Linked DNA regions of Zea mays: region 2 is linked to region 1. Evidence: chromatin contacts called from public Hi-C data. All regions are on one chromosome and are shown on one strand. Each heading gives the region's core, a stretch centred on a gene start, on an enhancer-like site or on the middle of the called end of the contact. The rest is flanking DNA. Distances are from core to core; before and after follow the strand shown. Region 1 holds the start of LOC100191626. Region 2 holds the start of LOC100856957 (glutathione S-transferase GSTU6).

What was found. A called contact is a pair of places that touch in the nucleus more often than the background predicts.
Region 2: a contact with region 1 is called in a Hi-C map of tassel, with 5 times the contacts expected there. The contact joins the promoter of LOC100856957 here to the promoter of LOC100191626 in region 1. A contact is called at or near these places in 14 of 25 Hi-C or Micro-C datasets (bundle sheath, ear, endosperm and 5 more) and 1 of 3 datasets of contacts at active chromatin or transcription factors (seedling).

Annotation. Positions count from the first base shown.
Region 1 is chr3:212,229,256-212,233,689 of Zm-B73-REFERENCE-NAM-5.0, forward strand. It overlaps LOC100191626, which reads right to left and starts at 2,721. Exons shown (of 10, transcript NM_001137055.3): 1 at 2,313-2,721; 2 at 2,134-2,211; 3 at 1-633. The coding sequence starts at 2,627.
Region 2 is chr3:212,409,340-212,413,644 of Zm-B73-REFERENCE-NAM-5.0, forward strand. It overlaps LOC100856957 (glutathione S-transferase GSTU6), which reads left to right and starts at 1,272. Exons shown (of 2, transcript NM_001254843.2): 1 at 1,272-1,797; 2 at 1,893-2,389. The coding sequence starts at 1,471. The coding sequence ends at 2,273.

The DNA of each region.
Region 1 (4,434 bases), core at 1,471-3,970:
GTCCCAATCATAGCTTATAATAAGCTCCAACTGTTTCTGTAGGTCTTCTATGGTTGCCGAGAGCCGTTCTTGCCAGCCAAACAGCTTAGGGGAAACACTTCGTTGGTTTTCCCCCAGAATCTTCACAAGGCGCTGGCTTAAATTGCTAATTTGATCAGATATCACTGATGTCTGTGGCAATTCCAACAAACCTAAAATCCTTTGTGAAACCTCCTCAAGGCTAGCTACGGAGGCAGCAGGAGCAAGTTCTGACACTCGATCAAAAAAACTGTCAGCTATGTTTTTCAGCCGGCTATCTTTTACATAACCTGAGAATGTTTCACCCAATTGTGCCAAAGCATTTGACAACTTTGTCACCAGCTGTGGTTCTTCTGATATACTTGTTCCTACCATGTTCTTATCTGTTATTACTGGAACTTCAGAAATTTGAGGTTGAGAACTGGACATATTCTCAGCAGGAACAGCAATACTTGCTTTTGTTGTAGAACTTTCATCAAAATTAGGATCAGGAGTGATGTCAGACTTGGTGTTAGTTGCAGCTAGTTCTGATTCACGCGTGCTTAGGCCAGCACCACGCACTTCAACAATCCATGTATCAAATCCTTGCATGGACATATGACGAGCAAATGATGCCTGACAGCATTTCATATCAACTACCATCAGGGGTCAAAGGGAAGCCATAACAAGAAAACTATAACCGTGAACAATAATAACAATACAAAGAAAACAGTTAGTCCATCCCATATTATAGGTCGTTTTGTCTTTTTTATGTGCATGGGTTGATAATATACTATGTTTCTAGAGAAGCCAAAACAACCTAGTATAATTTAGAACGGAGGGAGTAAGTAATTCATAATTTCTGTTCTTGAGTGTAACATGTAACCAGAAAGCAACCAAAGCCAGAATTAAGAAATCACAATAAGAATACCATTGTTAATTTATTATACAGAAATTAAAATTATTATAAATAATTCATTTCCTGCTTGTAGAAAAGCAATAACATCATACATGGGCAGCCACTAGGACATTAAGATAGTGCACAAAAGAAACTAACTAGCATGTTGTCGTTTAAGGTTAATTTTCAGCGCTGCTATATACTCCCTCCGTCCACAAATGTTTGTCGCTATGATATTCATAAAGTTTAACTAGATTTATAGAATATATTAGCAATATTTATATCTTCAAATAACTTTACTACAAAAATAGAATCAAAGATCTATCTAATGATACTAATTATGTAATATAAATATTAATATTTTATTATATAAATGTGGTCAAAGTTAAAAATGTTTGGCTCCTCCAAATGTGAGAACGACCAACATTTGTGGATGGAGGGAGTAGCTGGCAAGTTTATATTTCACAAGGGAAAAGTTTTGCCAGTAGCATCCAAACTCCAGCAATAATTATATCAGTTACAGAAATACTCATTTTTTCTCATTAAAGTTCAGTATGCTACATATTTCTTGTTATCACTAAATTCCATTCTACCCCCTTCCAAATTATAATTCACTTTGGTTTTGTCCTAAGTAGCACATTCTTTAGTTTTCATCAAGTTTATAGAAAAAATCACCAACATCTAGAACATCAAATTAGCTTTATTAGATTCTTCATGAAATATGTTTTGACAGAGAATCTGTTCAAAATTGTAGAATTTGATATATTTTTCTAATAACTTGGCCAAAATTTGAAAAGTTTGACTTAGGATAAAGTCAAAGTGAATTATAATTTGGAATTGAGGGAATATATATGAACTTTTATCATTTTGAAGTCGTGTCACTATCTGGTTGGTTGATCTCTCTTTGCCCATTGCACGTGCTACCGATGTATTTCCATTAGAATTTTGTTTGCTCAGAACTAAGCTACTTCTGAATTCAGAACTAAGAAGTTCTACCTGTTCCTTATTTGATTTTCCTTTTTTTTTGGAACAGCAGCAGATTCTGCATTTGGAGCACTAAACAAAGCCAGTTTCTCTATGAGTAGTGTCCTGATTCGCAGCGACTCATAATTCATGACATGTCAAATTTTGTTCACAGAGAACAACTACATACTACACACTATTTGCAGGGTAGTTTATGGAGACACCACACCAGTAGACAATAGCGTCATTATGAACTAGCTCACTGCCTCACTCACCCCAGGCGACAGGTCGAACCCAATGGCGTTCGTGGCCACTCCAGACAGCAGCATCAGCGGGTGATTCCTCTTTGGCGCCTGTGCAAACGAAACCACCACACAGAATCAGCAACAAAAAAACAAGCGAAGCACCACCAATCACATTCCCATATAAGCAGTCATCTATATTAACTCATCACCTCAGGCGGCGGAAGGTACCGCCATAGCGCGAGCCGCCACTCGGTGCCCGGTACGGGCGCGTAGTGCAGCTCGTCGGCCGTGCATGTAGCGGGCTTCTCCGCCACATGCTCGCATGCTGCTGCGGCGGCAGAGGCGATTGATCCCGTTTGCGAGGGCGAGGGCGGCGGCGACGCGCGGGAGGAGGCGAACGCGCGGAACCGCGGAGGTGGCGGGGTCGCGCACGGGGAGGCGCGGGAGGCCCTGGAGGAGGAGAGATGCGCGACGGCAGCAGCCGCGAGGAAGGCGCGGAGGTCGGACGCGTGCGGCAGCCACATGGTGTCGGTCTGCCTCGCTCGATCGGCCTCGGCGGTTGAGACCCTGAGTTCTGGTGTGCGTGTGTCGTCCCCATCCTTTCCTCAATCCTCACCCGTTTTGGTCCGTGCCCGATTCCTTGTGCTCGGTGAACCGAGTATATTTGTTCGATCAACCAGTGGCACCACTAGGCTGAAAAAAAAACTAGAGTCCCGCGAGTCCGCTCGAACTTGAATGGTTTAGAATGGCTCGTGAGTCTCTGGCGAGTCTAAAATCTATTTTTTTTTAGTTCGGCGGAGGGGCAAGTCGAGCTTAAGCCAATTAGTTGTCAAATTAATTAATCTGCAAAATAACAATGAATATTGGATAATTCTATAGATAATAGGGTTATTTCTTAGCTTTTGATGATGAATTTATAATATTTCATAATTTAGATTACTCGTGATATTGAATGATGATTTTATATTCCACTTATATATTATTAATTATTTTATAATGTAATAATATTTATCAGGGTGTGGCTCGCGAGACGAACTGAGGCTCACCTCGTTTCCAATCCTAGGCCTCACACTAATCCCTAACCTAATAACAACTAGTATATAACCTATGTTAATGTTACGATCTTAGTGTTGGGATCATGCTTCGTCGTCGAAGGTCCTGCAGGAAGAAGTTGTCTGTACGTGATGCCGAAGGGTGCCGTTCATGAAGCTTCGGAATTACAAACCGACTTAAAGATAGAATGACCTTTTAGTCCATAAGAGTTTGAGTCGTTGTTGTAAACTTTTATGAGGGGTATGATTGTAATTGCTCACAGGCTATGTCATGTGCCTATAAATAGTGAACATTATTCCTTTACTGTTCAGGCATTCCTGTAATTGTAGTCGCATCACTCGGAAATTATTCTTTGCCAAGGCATAGGTATAAATATATCTAAATATTATATTTGAATATATCAAGTTTATATAATATGTAAATGATGTTGTCTACTCATAATTTACTTGTCTTTAATGCTTTATATCTTGCAGTATTTTATATATTCTCTGAGAATTCAATTACGAAGATTCAACCTTCGTAATTGTGTCATTTTAACCTTCGTCCGAAGTTCATTAAATCCTTGAGGAAATAATGTTTCAGCGGACGAAGGGCATTAACATTTAACATTTTATGTTGTCTTGTTCTTAAAGCATAGCATTTGAGAACAAGTCCCCAACACTTAGGAAGGGAAGCGAAGGGGAGGGATCGACGACGACGATAGCAGCGACAACACGAGGGGAGAGGTTGATGGCGACGACGACGACGACACGAGTGAGGGAGAGGATGGGAGAAGGGATGCGTGGAGAGGCTGAGAGATGAGGGATGATCCAAATAATATTATCCATTAGATTTGAGTGGGTAATGCAGAGTGGGGTATTCAGTTAACTGTATCGTTGGTTTTGATGTTGTGTTAAGTCTGGCTGTAATTTGTTTGATGGATTTAGTGGAGATTACGAGCGTGGAAGTGATTTGGTTGGGTGAGTTTTGCAAAATTTAATATTTTAAAAATGATATAAAAATAACAAATTGTTGAGTTATAGTATGTAGGAAGAGCTAAATAGGAGAATGACTGGAGAACATCTTACTGTTTGGTGACCTCAACTAGTCGTAGCGCGCTAGGCAAATAGTTAAAATAGCCGTTGGAGAGGCTGTCTGGTTGTAACGCCCCGAATTTTTGCAGTTGAATTTTTTCTTTTCTTTACTCGCCAAAATTCGGGCGTTACCTTTCCTTTTCTTTTTCCCTCGCTAAACCTTGACCTTTTCCAAAGTTCTAGCGGGATTCGGTTTGGATTTCCC
Region 2 (4,305 bases), core at 22-2,521, 180 kb after region 1:
TGTGTGCCAGTGCTAGGACGATGCATGTTGCTTCCTCGGCGCAAGCTAAGGCGTTGCATGCGTTTATCCGACAGACAGACAGACACACGCAGACGATGTACCGGCGACCAAACATGGGAAAGACTAGTTAATACTAACTGCTGGATGCAGCTCGGTCGGCAGCTGCTTCACGCTAGGTGTATATGCAATTGCTAAAGTAGTACACACCAGCATGCAGTTGTACTGCTCATGTTTGACTGATCAGCCAAAAATTTCATCGTCCTGTCAAGATCAACCACACATTTTTGTTTGTTATATGGCGATGATTATTCACTGTTCATGATTTGAGACTGAACCCTTGTTTATGTGTTGACCGACTGCATAATCTCTTAGCTCAAAAAAATTAAATTTCACTGGTGGTCATCAGTTTGACGATCGTTTCGGTTGATTTTGATCGGACCTCGGCGCCATAAATCATGGTGCCGAGTTTAGCCACGTCAACGCTGCGTCAGCCTGTCGTTGCCAGCGAAGGACACACCTCGGCGCTAAAATTTATGGCGCTGAGCCGTGTTACCTCGTCGCCACAGCTTTTGGCCCCGAGCAAAGTGTTCAAAATCGAAATTAAGGGCCCGTTTGGCACAGCTCCAGCTCCTGATTCTAAGCGAGGATCTGGAGGAGCCGTGCCAAACGGGTATTTTTTAAAACTGATTCTCGTGTGGAGCCGAAAGATCGGGAGTCGTTTTTGTGAAGAAAGGTGGGATCTAAAAAAACCTGCTCTACCCTCCCTTAAAACAGCTCCTCAACCAACCAAATATAGATCTCCCCTTAAAGTTTGATCGAAATTACCCGCAATTGCCATTGGACAAAAACATAACGAGCCAATTTATGGATTAAACATTTGAGACCATTTTATGCACTACTATGATGGGAATATTTTATATGTTATTTTTTCATATTTTTTCCCCGTATATGCATCCTACTTATTGATTTGTAATAAAGTTGAACTGCAAAGAGTAAAACAGACAATCGCCACAGACCACCAACTCTCAGAAGACAAGAATCAGTTTACTTGCCAAACGGTTTTAAAAATGATTCTGATTTTCTAGGAGAATCAGGAGGATCAGCTCCTCACAAGGATCAAGATCTAGAGCTAAAGAAGCAGGAGCTGGAGCTTTGCCAAACGGGCCCTAAGTTATTCAAAGATCTAAACGTGAGAATTTTTCAAGAAAAGGGTCCAAATAAAAAAAATTACGGCCTCCGTCCCTGCTTGGAGCCCAAGCCGTGCCAACAAAGCGCGCCCGCCGACTAGCAACGTCGGTTCACCAATCAACGATTCAAAGTTGACTGGTCAACTCAGCTCGTTAAATATATGGTCGCTCGGCGCTCGCCCAGTCGCCCCTTCCGCTCGACGCAAATCGTGAAACAGTTTAGAATTTCCAACGAAAGTCCTACGAGCCTGCGAGTGCTAAACTGCTAACTGCTAAGACTGCAATGGCGGCCGGAGGCGAGCTGCAGCTGCTGAGCTCATGGTACAGCCCCTACGTGATCCGCGCCAAGGTGGCGCTGGGGCTGAAGGGGCTCATCTACGAGTTCATCGAGGAGGACCTCTTCAGCAAGAGCGACCTGCTGCTGAAGCTCAACCCGGTGCACAAGAAGGTGCCCGTCCTGGTCCACGGCGGCCGCCCCGTGTGCGAGTCGCTCGTCATCGTGCAGTACGTCGACGAGACCTGGGCAGCAGGCACCGGGACCCCTCTCCTTCCTGCCGACGCCCACGACCGCGCCACGGCTCGCTTCTGGGCAGCCTACGTCGACGACAAGGTAATAATAGTGCAGAGCGAGGCCGGCCGCAAGCTAACCTTGCTTCTTTGCGCTAGTTCTAGTTGACACCGAATGGTTCTGCGCTATTTATGCAGTTCTGCAAGGAGTGGATCAAACTGTACAGGTCGACGACGGCGGAGAAGGCGGCGGAGGCGCTCGGCGGCGTGGTCCCCGTGGTGGAGACGCTGGAGCAGGCGTTCAGGGAGTGCTCCAGGGGGAAACCCTTCTTCGGCGGCGACGCCGTCGGGCTCGTGGACATCGCGCTCGGGAGCTTCGTGGTGTGGATCAGGGTGGTGGACGAGGCGGCCGGCGTAAAGCTTCTGGACGAGGCCAAGTTCCCGGCCTTGACGGCGTGGGCGGAGCGCTTCTTGGCGGTGGACGCCGTGAGGGAGGTGATGCCGGACGCTGGAAGGCTGTTGGAGCACTACAAGGGGTTTCTGGCTAAACGGGCTCCACCTTCACCTGCTGGTTACTGATCGCTGTAACAGGAAGCTCAGTGTTCGTGTACTTTTCCGTGCGTTAATAGGTGTGTACTGGGGTTCAAGAAAGGCTTTGATTGTGTCCAGACGAATAAACGGATGTCTTTGGGGGCTAAAATGCTACTGATGATGGTTCTGGCATCATCCGCTCGTACCTGAATCCCATATACGCGCAAGGAAAAGACAATAAAGCCCGAGCCTAATCGGCGTCAGCGCTGACGCCTGAGGTTTAAGATAAAAAAAAGGCAGGCAGCTCGTCATCAGCGATTCCAAACCGTCCACTCGGACAGTCAAAAGGAAACGTCGATGGTCGCTCAAGCTAATCTATTGCATAGTTTATGCATATATCAGCACCCAACGACCGCTCGGTAACAGCTCCGTAATTCTGCAATGGCAGCAGCCAGATTGCATTCTGCGTGGCCCATTCTATTTCTTCGGTTCTTCCTGCCTCAGCAGAGGCAGAGCAACAAGCTTCAGTTACTGGCACGAGTTGACGAGCGGCAGCGGGAGCGGGGTTGCTGCTGGCTGCTGCTGGGGGAGTAGGCGATTGGCTGAGCGCGTACTGCATCTGCATACGGCCATACGGGTGAAGCAGGCGCTGGCGCCTGGCGATGAAGGGGGTGACCGGAGGGAGGACCTGGAGCAGGAGAGCGAGCGGTGCTGTGCTGCGCCGCCGCTGCGCTGCGCCCCGTGCCTGCACTTCTACCGTGGACGAGGCGTGGGCCGGGCCTGCCGTACGAGCACTTTTAGGCTCGCTTCTGGGCCGCCTACATCGATAACAAGGTAGTTTACTTGTCCTCGGCGCAGCGACAAGGACGCCTTTTGTTTTCGTGTTCACAGTAATCGACTTTATTGGCAGCACATAAGAAGATACATTACGATCTCGGCATTTTAGCATCGACGTGTATAATTTGTTTGCGGTTCTTCCCATCGTGGGAGCCGTGCTTCAAGTTCAAGACCGCGGAGGACAGGGACAGGGCACAGACGTTCAAGAACGCCATCCTTGCGGTGCGGTGGAGACTCTTGAGAAGGCGCTTCCGGAGTGCTCCATCTCCTAGGGAATCCGCGGGCTGCTTCTGTAAGAGAGAGAGAGTGTCCCACAGTGCAGAACTCTGTATTTACTGAGAGAAATTTAAATTGATAATATTATCTAAGGAGTTGCAGATCGTACTGACAACTATATCTTTAGTATAGAACATGTTAAGATTCAAGATCATTTGATAATTTTGAGTTTGAAAAATGTGCGAACTTATAACAATATTCTAGGGTTTCAAAATATGATAACTTGCAACAAATATGTTATTGGAACGTAATTTTCTCTTTTATGAGTGATTTTGGACCTTGCTCAGCAAGTCGTGCCTTGTAAGACTTCTGTTTTTGTTTTTTTATCTTTCCCTCTCTAATATATAAATATATAAAAATGTACAACTCTCTTATGCGTTTAGAGAATAATATTGTTTATTATATTTAATTAAATTGAGCTAAAGGCACGCACCTCGGCATTAGCCTAGGCCCTGTTCTAAACCTCTAGAACTAATAAAATCAGCTAAAATTATTCGGTCAAAACTTGGTCAACTAATATATCAACTAACTGTTAATTATAACATGGTTGGCTAAAAGGTTTAAGATCTATTTAGTTCACGGCTAACTGAGTTATATTTTACTTAAGGTTAGTCATTTGAATTGAAGAACTACCCTTAAAGCAGAAAATATTAAATAAAATATGATAAATTAGACATCGAATCAAATAACCCTTAAAACGGATCAGCTAATAGACCAACTAATTATAAGTTATACCTGATCTCGAATAACTAGTTTTTAGTTGCCTCAATCTAGCTAGTTAATGATTTGTTAAAAAAGCGAAGCGTCGTGCGGCCACCGTGCCCTAGCTAACAATTAGGTCTAGATATTTGGAACGATACCTAAAAAGCAAAGCGCCGGCCGGCCTAGGACATCGCCATCGTCGTAGTGGCCACATCAGCTTCGTGCGGGACACGCTTTATTTGATGCATCCCTGTTCTCCCCGAGC